Regions from separate parts of the Mus musculus genome. Here all the other regions are linked to region 3. The links are chromatin contacts, called in public HiChIP or PLAC-seq maps. All regions are on one chromosome and are shown on one strand. Each heading gives the region's core, a stretch centred on a gene start, on an enhancer-like site or on the middle of the called end of the contact. The rest is flanking DNA. Distances are from core to core; before and after follow the strand shown. Region 1 overlaps Ubr2 (ubiquitin protein ligase E3 component n-recognin 2). Region 2 overlaps Ubr2 (ubiquitin protein ligase E3 component n-recognin 2). Region 3 holds the start of Rpl7l1 (ribosomal protein L7-like 1).

Region 1 (2,700 bases), core at 162-2,661, 150 kb before region 3:
GATTCTTTTTTTTTTTTTTTTGGTTTTTCGAGACAGGGTTTCTCTGTGTAGCCCTGGCTGTCCTGGAACTCACTTTGTAGACCAGGCTGGCCTCGAAATCCGCCTACCTCTGCCTCCCGAGTGCTGGGATTAAAGGCGTGCGCCACCACACCTGGCCTGCATTTGTGATTCTTAAGGAGTTTTCTGTCTCTGGGTATCTCCTGCGTCTCCCTCCTTGCTCTGTAGACACGTCACTCTGAGTGCTGTGCTGAGTCTCTGCCCTCTTTTACTCTGTTGATGTGCTAAAGCACTGACCAGAGCAACGTGGGGAGGAAAAGGGTTAACCTGCTTACAGGTTACAGTCTGTCACTGAGGGAGGTCAGAGCAGGGGCTCAGAGCAGGAACCTGGACGGGGGACTGAAGCAGAGGCCATGGAAGAACACTGTCACTGGTTTGCTCCGTCTGCGTTCTTATATAACCTGGGCCCACCTGCCCGTCATCAATTAGCCATCAAGAAGAAAGTGTCTCCAAAGATGTGCCCACAGGCCATTCTAACAGAAGCCATCTCTTGTTTGAAGCTTCTTCTCGCCCCCTCCCCATGTGTCTGGGAAGCTAACATGGGTGTCTGTTCCGCGTCACTCCATTTAAGTGGCTGTGTCTGCAGTACTTTGCACACTGTGTCTGAGATTTGTACGTGACTGAGGCATCACTCTTCCGTGCCCCAATAGTAGTTCCTGTTGTTCACACAGTGTTCCCATCTGCCTGTCCCAGATGTTGCTCCCTTAGGTGTTTCTGGTAGGTGGTATTAGTGTGTGTCCCAGTGTCCTGTCACAGAATGGTGAATACTGACAGATTATTTTCCAGGGTGCTCTGTGCCTGTTCCTTTGTAACAGTGCTGTCTTTATCTTCCAGGTGCCCCAAATCAGGTGGCGACAAGAGCAGAGCTCCTACTCTGTGCCTCGTGTGTGGGAGTCTCCTCTGCTCTCAGAGTTACTGCTGCCAAGCTGAGCTGGAGGGTGAGGACGTCGGAGCCTGCACAGCACACACCTACTCCTGCGGCTCCGGGGCCGGCATCTTCCTGAGGTAAGGCCCTCGGCTGGCCGTGTTCACCTGAGCACTTCGGGGACTTTCGAAGCCACTGTGCCACTGTGTGCAGACTACAAAGAGCCAGGGCTCTCACATTTCCCGTATGGCTGGTGACAGCTCCCAACTGACAGCTTAGCTCCCCTTTGTGCCTCCTTAAATGTGGGGCGATCCCTGTCCCTCGTTTCCTCCCCAAATTCAGGTAAAGAATTCCCCCGTCAGGAACTGCAGAGACGGAGCACAAGAGCACCTGTATTCAGGTCCCAGCATTTGGGTCAGCAGTGCAGCTCACGACTGCCTGTAGCTCTGGTGCTAGGGGATCTGCTGCCCTCTGCTGGCCTCTGTGGACTCACACACTTACACATAAAGCATAAATTTGTAAATCTTTAGAGCCCAGCATCATCTTTGCCTCTGTGGTGCTCTTAGGTTTTCTCTGAGGAGGCACGGGTTGCCACTGGGTCCTGTACTCAGATAAAAATACTTAGTAACTGTTGTATGTCATTTTTTAAACGAGTAATTTTCTCATAATTGTGGGGAAAAGATGAGCTGTCTTTCCCCACACTTAGCTGTTTTAAATTCTGCTTGGAGCCCTGGGTTCTCGACACAGTCACTGTCTGAATTTGCAGCACGTCATTGCCAGGTACATTCCCGCCGCATGGCTCCACTGAACACTTGTGTAAAGAGTCCCTTGTTCTCCTGAATTGGCACCTCGGAGGCTTACCTCCTCCGTCTGCTAACCTAGGCCTAGGCCTGGGGACTTCCAGACTGCACACAGGCCAATCTAGGCCGACAGTGTTTCCAGCCTCTGAGACTTTGTGCTGAATAAGCTCACCCTTCCTGGTTCTTTCTGAGCTCTGACTGGCTGTGACTCACACCCCTCTCCATGCTGACTGAGTCAGACTGACTTCTGAGTTGCTCTGTTTGGCCTCATGCTACCTTTGCAAGCTCCTCTGATCTTCTGGCTCCTTCTCATTCTCTGACTCATTCTGTCTTCACCGTGTCTGCTTGGTCTCTCTTCAGCCTGTCTCTGTAAAACCCTCCCGGTAAATCTGCCTTCTCTCTTCCCTCTGGCTCTGCGCTGCTCTCTCAAGTAGCTTCCTCTTCCTCAAGAGAGTGAGGCACATCCTATTCTGTCAGATCTTTCTCTGATTCATAATTCTGTCTGCCACTCCATTAGACGTCACTTCCAAACATGGCTGTGTCCTTCCACAAACTATGGATTTAAAGGTATGTCCTAAAGGCAAGTCTGTATTCCAGCAGAGGGATTAAAACCGAGCCGTACCACAACTAGAAACAGTTTTTTCCATAAGTAACACAGTCTCAGGGTTCACAGTGTGATCAAGTCCCCTGCACCAGACTTGGGCGGATACCTTGCTACTCGCAGGTATCTCTGTTACAGCTGCTCTCGTCTCCTGACCTGGCCTTTTGTGCATGTGTTTCCTTACATAAGCCTTTTCTCTGAGTTGAATCAACATCATGTTACTTACATAAATGTACAAAGATGAATGCTCTCTCCACAGAGTGCGGGAATGTCAGGTGCTATTTTTAGCTGGCAAAACCAAAGGATGTTTTTATTCTCCTCCTTACCTTGACGACTATGGAGAGACCGACCAGGGACTCAGGTAAGGACCCGGCCTG
Region 2 (3,067 bases), core at 291-2,790, 210 kb before region 3:
TGTGTGCTGCAGCCTTTCTGGGTTTCAGGGAATGGCCGAGAAGCTCGGGAGCATGATTGGACAGCAAGGGTGAGACCCAATGCTAACACTAGGCTGAGGGATAAACCCAGCAAAGTCTGTCTATGGCCTCTTCTCAGCCTCTGCAGCATTTCCTGTAGGTGCTGTGGGGCAGGAACGCTTCTGGAATCTCCATTAGGATCCACTTAGCTACTCTCAAGTTTCTTTATGGCTATCTTCAGGACAGAAAGGCTGGGATGAGTGTCCTTCCAGTTCTGGTAACCTGGCTTAGAAGGGAAAACAGGTTTGGCAGGAGAAGGTCAGAAGGAGTTTGTTTTCTGAGGCCTGAGGCACCTCCGTGTTATTCAAGCCACTAGGAAGGCACAGGCGGGGAACATGTGTGTCATATCACACCAGGCCTCTGACTACCAAGCCCTTGTTCATTCTTGCCTGCCTTTTATTCTCACATGCCAGTGTTAGTTGTTGTTTCACTCATATTTAATAAAATGTGGGAAAATGGGCTCATGTCTTGTTTTTGTTTTTTTTTTTTTTGTTTTTTTTTCAGCTAAATTCAGATGTGTAGACATGCACTTTTTTTGTTAAAAATAAATCACGGAGGCTGGAGAGCGGCTCAGCAGTTCCGAGCACTGTCTGCTGAGGACTCAAGTTTCCTTCCCAGCATCCATGTCGGTCTGCTTGAAACCACTTGTAACCCCAGTTCCAGGGAGGCTAACTCACCTCTGTCCTATGCAGGCTAGTGCACTCGAGGTGCAAATACCCACATTTAGATACACAGAAATACATATAATTTAAGATACTAAAAATAAGTATTGGAAAACATGTGATATGCTGGTGATGGCTCAGCAGGAGTGGGTCTTTGTCATCAAGCCTTAACCCAAGTCAGATCCTCAAGACCACGTGATGGAAAGAGAGGACTGACAGCTGCAGGTCATCTCTGACCTCTGCATGTGCACTGTGGTACAGAGGCTTGCTCACACACACACACACACACACACACACACACATATCTATAAATAAAAAAGTGTTTTTGAGTATTCTTCTTTTATTTTAATGGATTATTTCTTGTGACCACTGAAACTTAGAAGTGTGGCCTGTTGTTTGGAACTGTCATCCCTAGTAAAGGCTGGGGAGTTTCTGAGATGGAGAAAGCAAAATAAGACCTCGATACGGTTTCCTAGGTTGTCAGCCCTAGAGAAAGAATTGTGGGGTAAGAATCCCAAAGTAGGAGATGTTGATGAATTTTACTGCAGAGAGAAGGGGGGCATGCTGGCCTCCAGAGAACTGTGCTGCTGGAGTACGGGACCCCTGTCTTATGGACACACTAGGTGGAGGAGAGGAAGGAGTTCAGGTGACCCATTCTAAGACAGGTGCCGTTTGCCCCTGTACGCTTCACTCTTTCTGTCCTTACATGGGGTTTTCACGTGTGTCAGGTGCATGATGGGAACAACTAGTTTGCAAGGCTGGCCATCAGCACAGCTGGCCACGCTGTGTCCAGCCCCTGTGGGCGGTGCTGTGGGTTAATGTTGCAGCAGCCACAGGATGGCCTGCTGTAACATAGCTCTGAGGTTGCATCAGCAGCCAGCCTCCATGCAGTTTGACCCTTCGTGGGAAAGCAAGTTGTCTTGTGGTACTGCCCTCTTTTACCACAAAGTACACGCAAAGGTACTTTGCCACATAGCACACTTGGGCTGTGGAAAGAGATGTTGGTAACTTAGCAAGATGGACTTGTCTTGAGCTCACATCCCCTGTTATCCCAAACTGGGCTGCCCTGTGAGTCCTGTTTCCCAGCTGCAGATGTGAAACATGTATCTAGTGCCTCAGGCAGAACAACAAACATTGTCGGCTCCCAGGGCTACTGCTGAGAGTGCTGGGACAGTACAAAGGTGACATTTTGCTGCTCACTCTGTTCCTTTTTTATTTTATGTATGTGACTACACACTTTAGCTGTGCAGATAGTTGTGAGCCTTCATCTGATTGTTGGGAATTGAATTTAGGACCTCTGTTCTCTCCAGTCGGCCCCATCTGCTCCAGCCCAAAGATTTATTTATTATAAATACGTACACTGTAGCTGTCTTCAGACACAGAAGAGGGCATCGGATCTCATTACGGGTGGTTGTGAGCCACCATGTGGTTGCTGGGATTTGAACTCAGGACCTTTGGAAGAGCAGTCAGTGCTCTTATCCGCTGAGCCATCTCTCCAGCCCCCACTGTTTCTTTAGTAGTGCTGTTAGTTGTATGTTTCCAATTCTCGTTCAGTCGCATTTACTTGTCAACTAGCTACTCTGGAGAGTGTTCTTCAGGTTAGGTATAGAAAACCCAGCCATTCTGGGTTTGCAGCCTCAAATATTCCCTCTGCCTTAGAACATGAGGCATCTGTGTCTCATAGGAACATTTGCTGCCCCATTCTTTGGGAAATTTTTTATTTATTTAACTATAGACAAGCAAATCCGCAAACTGTCAGAGCTGTCTTGATTATTATGGATACTAAACATAATTGCCTTTATGCACTAGAGGTGAGACTGAGAGAAACCCATCCAGACGGGGAAATCCAGAAGAGATAGTTATGAATCTAAGAACACCAAGGAGCCAAATAATGAAAACCTTTCATCCCAACACTTGGGAGGCAGAAGTGGTCAGATCTCTGTGGGTTCAAAGCCAGCCTGGTCTACATAGTGAGTGCCAGGGCTGTACAGAGAGGCCTCGTCTCGGAATAAAGGAAACAGTAACATAACAGCACTCTCTGGCCTCCACTTTAGATGCAACTTCCACAAAAACTTGCAAACTCTGACTTAGGGGTTTGCTTAGCTTCCGGGGTCAGTGTTCCTGGACCTGTGGAGCAATGGACCATTCCAGTCGCATGTGTGCTCACGGGCTCCTCGCACGCTCCAGTGTGAAGCGGAAACCTTTGTGCTGATTGCATTGAGTGAAGATCCAACAGATTTTTGGGGAGTGGCATCTGCTGTTTTGTCACTGGTAGAATCCTTGTTGTTGTTGTTACAGGTATTTAGTAACTCTTCTTAGTTCTTACTATGACCTGGCCAGCCCCCCA
Region 3 (3,050 bases), core at 486-2,985:
TGTTCAGGAGGCAGAGGTTGGAGGACCTTTGAGTTTGAGGCCAGACTGTGTGCAGAGTGAGTTCCAGGATAGCGAAGGCTACACAGAGAAACCCTGTCTCCAAAAACCAAAAAAATGAGGACTGGTGAGATGGCTCAGCAGTTAAGAGCACTGACTGCTCTTCCAGAGGTCCTGAGTTCAATTCCTACCAACCACATGGTAGCTCATAACCATCTGTAAAGAGATCTGAGGCCCTCTTCTGGTGTGTCTGAAGACAGCTACAGCGTTTTCATATAAGTAAAATAAATAAATAAATAAATAAATCTTTAAAAACAAGCAAATATTATGAGATGAGCAGCGACAGTCCCCACTAGGACTATTGTTTTTATTTTTTATTTTGCTCTTCTTTCTCTGTCACATAGACAAGTGGCTCACCCAATATGGGACATATATATATATTTTATTATTATTATTATTATTATTATTATTATTATTATTATTATTATTATTATATGTAAGTACACTGTAGCTGTCTTCAGACACTCCAGAAGAGGGCGTCAGATCTTGTTACAGATGGTTGTGAGCCACCATGTGGTTGCTGGGATTTGAACTCTGGACCTTCGGAAGAACAGTCGGGTGCTTTTACCCACTGAGCCATCTCACCAGCCCCGGACAGAGATTTTTGAGGAAACTTAAAAACAAGCATGGTTCTAGCGCAATCCATGGAATAGTTTAGAATACCTGGTATGCCTGGTGCAGGAGGCCGGAAGAGGTCGTGCCCTTAATCTCCTTTGACATTCATCTGGTAATGACATTAGCGTGTTGAGTGGACTAGTTTTTTAGTGTGTTCCAACATCATGTATCAGTCCTTGGGTACTCAACAATTCCTTGCAGAGTCCCACTGTAGTGAAGTGGTGTAGTGAGGTGCAGAAGAGACACAGAAAATAAGAAAAGTCTCCTGCCCATAAGCCAAAGGTGTAGGATAAAGGCTGTGGGTGGCGACCCTTTCTAGTGTTATATAGTGGCGTTGTCCTAGGCTAGAGCATAAAACAGCACTGTGCTAGCATAAAACAGCACTGTGCTAGTATGTGGCAATGGGAGTAAATTCTGAGAAACTTAAACAAGTGAAGGCTCTGAGATGGAAATGGAGCATTTCTAGTTTCTGGCTCCACTGTTTACCCAACTTGTGCTAAGGCTTTGTAAATCTTAAGGAGCCCCCTGGCGGCCACTGGGAACCCGTAGATATTCATTGTACGGATGAGGAAGCCGAGATGCAGAAAGGTGAGGAATTCAAAGGCTCACAGAGTAGGTGACACATTTTTATTTCCGCAAATCCTCCACAAATAACCGCCCACCAAATGTGAGTGCCACGTCGGTCCTTCAAGTCTCCGGGAATAAAAACCTCACCTAAGCAAGGCGGCCAACTTCTGTAGAGCCCGTGCCGTAGCGGAAGCTGCAGATGCATTGTGGAAAGCCTTTAAATTGTTCACAAGCGGCCGAGTTCGAGACCCTACAGCCTAACTGAAAAGGGTTGGATCCAGACGGGTGTCAGACTCTAGAGACCTTAGAAGGGATGGGAAGAAAACTGGAGGGTTTTTTGCCGGAATCCTGGCTAGCAAGACCTTTTCCCAGACGCTCACATTCGCTAAGGAATCTCAGGCTGCCTGAGTCCTCCTGCGGGAGCGAGAGTCCGTCTCTATGATACAAGAGACGTCGAGGCGGGCCTCTCTACCCCGCCCGGTGAGGCTGCGCAAGCGCAGTAGCTGAAGCACCGGAAAGATGGCGGAGGAAGGGTGAGTGTGTCTTCGGATCTCTCTATGGGGCTTTGAGGATCCGATGCCATCCTTTCTGTTTGTACTCTGGTGATACAAAAGGAAGCTGTGGGCTGTGGAGAGAAAAGAAAAAGGCTCCATAGTATGAAGTCAAGGTGGGGGCTGAGATGCTGTAGGGCTCCGCGACCAGGGATCGGGACGACTTTGGAAGCAGCGAGAAGAGGAACTGAGGTTCGGAGGGGCGAGTGGCTGCGTAGCGCCAGAGTTGAGTTCGCTCAGCTTGGCTGTCATGTCTTTCACAGTTTGGTACACACGTACAGTGTATTTTGATCGTATCACCTCCCCATCATCTCTTATTCCCCTGCGTCTTCCACCAAGCTCTTTCCCCCCAATTCCCCCTCCTGCTTTCATGTGCCCCCCCCCCCCACCTCATCCTAGCTCGACTTAATCATTACTCTTCTTGATGGATCTGTGATAGCCCCTTTCTGGATTTTACTAGAATTTCCTTGCCGCTAGTGACAGGTCATAGCCTACAGTTGTTAAAGCTCCACGGACCAAAACGAACCCAGAGAGCAAAGGTTTTTCCTGATTTTTAAAGGCTCTCGGGACGAGTGAGCATTACAGGAGCACGGCGAAGACTCATCAGAAACTTTAGGTCCCGGGAAGACCAGGATCTCGAATTGGTTTGGAAAGCCACCAAATGTTGGTTTGGCAATTTTCATTAATGTCAAATTTGTTCCTTTATCAGGGAAAGAAAAAAAATTCCTTTGGTTCCAGAAAATCTTCTGAAAAAGAGGAAGGCTTATCAAGCCCTCAAAGCCACTCAGGCAAAGCAGGCACTTTTGGCAAAGAGAGAGGTAATTCTGAGAGGGGGGGGGTTAGGATTTGTAGTGGACGGATTTTACTAAACGGTGTTCGTTGAACTAGATTTGTTATCAGATCCCTCACAGGTTTCTCCCTCATAGTCCTCCATTTAGCAAAGATTTACCCACCATCTTTCTGTGAGCAAAATGTTAGACCAGCCTTTAAGGGAAAAGTGAAGACATTTTCTGAATTCAAATTTAGTGGTAAAACCAAATTTGGCAGGGAAAAAAATAGATTATTTTAAAAATGTTTTGTTGGGGTTGGTTTGTTTCTTAGATGGGGTCTGTACATATGGTCTGGAATACTGTATGACCAGGCTGGCCTCAAACTAACAGATCAGCCTACTTAGGCCTCTAGAATGCTGCGATTAAATTGCTATCTGTGGCACACTTTTCAGCATTCTAGAAGGTTGAGACAGGAAAATGGAGAGTTTGG

The links. HiChIP or PLAC-seq counts read pairs in DNA pulled down with a chosen protein or histone mark.
Region 1: a CTCF HiChIP or PLAC-seq map of the NIH/3T3 cell line shows a contact between it and region 3, with 15 read pairs. The contact joins the enhancer-like site here to the promoter of Rpl7l1 in region 3. A contact is called at or near these places in 5 of 39 promoter capture datasets (the 3T3-L1 cell line, the C10 cell line, hippocampal neurons and 1 more), 2 of 15 datasets of contacts at CTCF or cohesin (CD8 T cells and the NIH/3T3 cell line), 4 of 484 Hi-C or Micro-C datasets (bone marrow-derived macrophages, cortical neurons, forebrain and 1 more), 11 of 115 datasets of contacts at active chromatin or transcription factors (the 230-238 cell line, the NIH/3T3 cell line, bone marrow-derived macrophages and 6 more) and 3 of 9 other capture datasets (adipose tissue, liver and macrophages).
Region 2: a contact with region 3 is called in an H3K4me3 HiChIP or PLAC-seq map of bone marrow-derived macrophages, with 2.4 times the contacts expected there. The contact joins the enhancer-like site here to the promoter of Rpl7l1 in region 3. A contact is called at or near these places in 1 of 39 promoter capture datasets (liver), 4 of 115 datasets of contacts at active chromatin or transcription factors (the 230-238 cell line, the SCID.adh cell line, bone marrow-derived macrophages and 1 more) and 2 of 9 other capture datasets (adipose tissue and pancreatic islet).

The regions. Positions count from the first base shown.
Region 1 is chr17:46,932,437-46,935,136 of GRCm38.p6, reverse strand. Ubr2 (ubiquitin protein ligase E3 component n-recognin 2) reads left to right here. Exons shown (of 47, transcript NM_146078.3): 45 at 892-1,062; 46 at 2,583-2,684. Among named protein-coding and RNA genes, the nearest start is that of Prph2, 23 kb to the right of the region's middle. Within about 2 kb of position 1,411, at least 97 of the 459 cell types and tissues checked have an H3K27ac peak or open chromatin away from gene starts, as enhancers often do. A contact at or near this core is called in the NIH/3T3 cell line, bone marrow-derived macrophages, cortical neurons and 3 more, where this site is marked.
Region 2 is chr17:46,993,639-46,996,705 of GRCm38.p6, reverse strand. All of the region lies in intron 2 of Ubr2 (ubiquitin protein ligase E3 component n-recognin 2), which reads left to right. Among named protein-coding and RNA genes, the nearest start is that of Ubr2, 15 kb to the left of the region's middle. Within about 2 kb of position 1,540, at least 131 of the 459 cell types and tissues checked have an H3K27ac peak or open chromatin away from gene starts, as enhancers often do. A contact at or near this core is called in the SCID.adh cell line, bone marrow-derived macrophages, liver and 1 more, where this site is marked.
Region 3 is chr17:46,781,341-46,784,390 of GRCm38.p6, reverse strand. Rpl7l1 (ribosomal protein L7-like 1) reads left to right here and starts at 1,735. Exons shown (of 7, transcript NM_025433.3): 1 at 1,735-1,772; 2 at 2,500-2,608. The coding sequence starts at 1,759.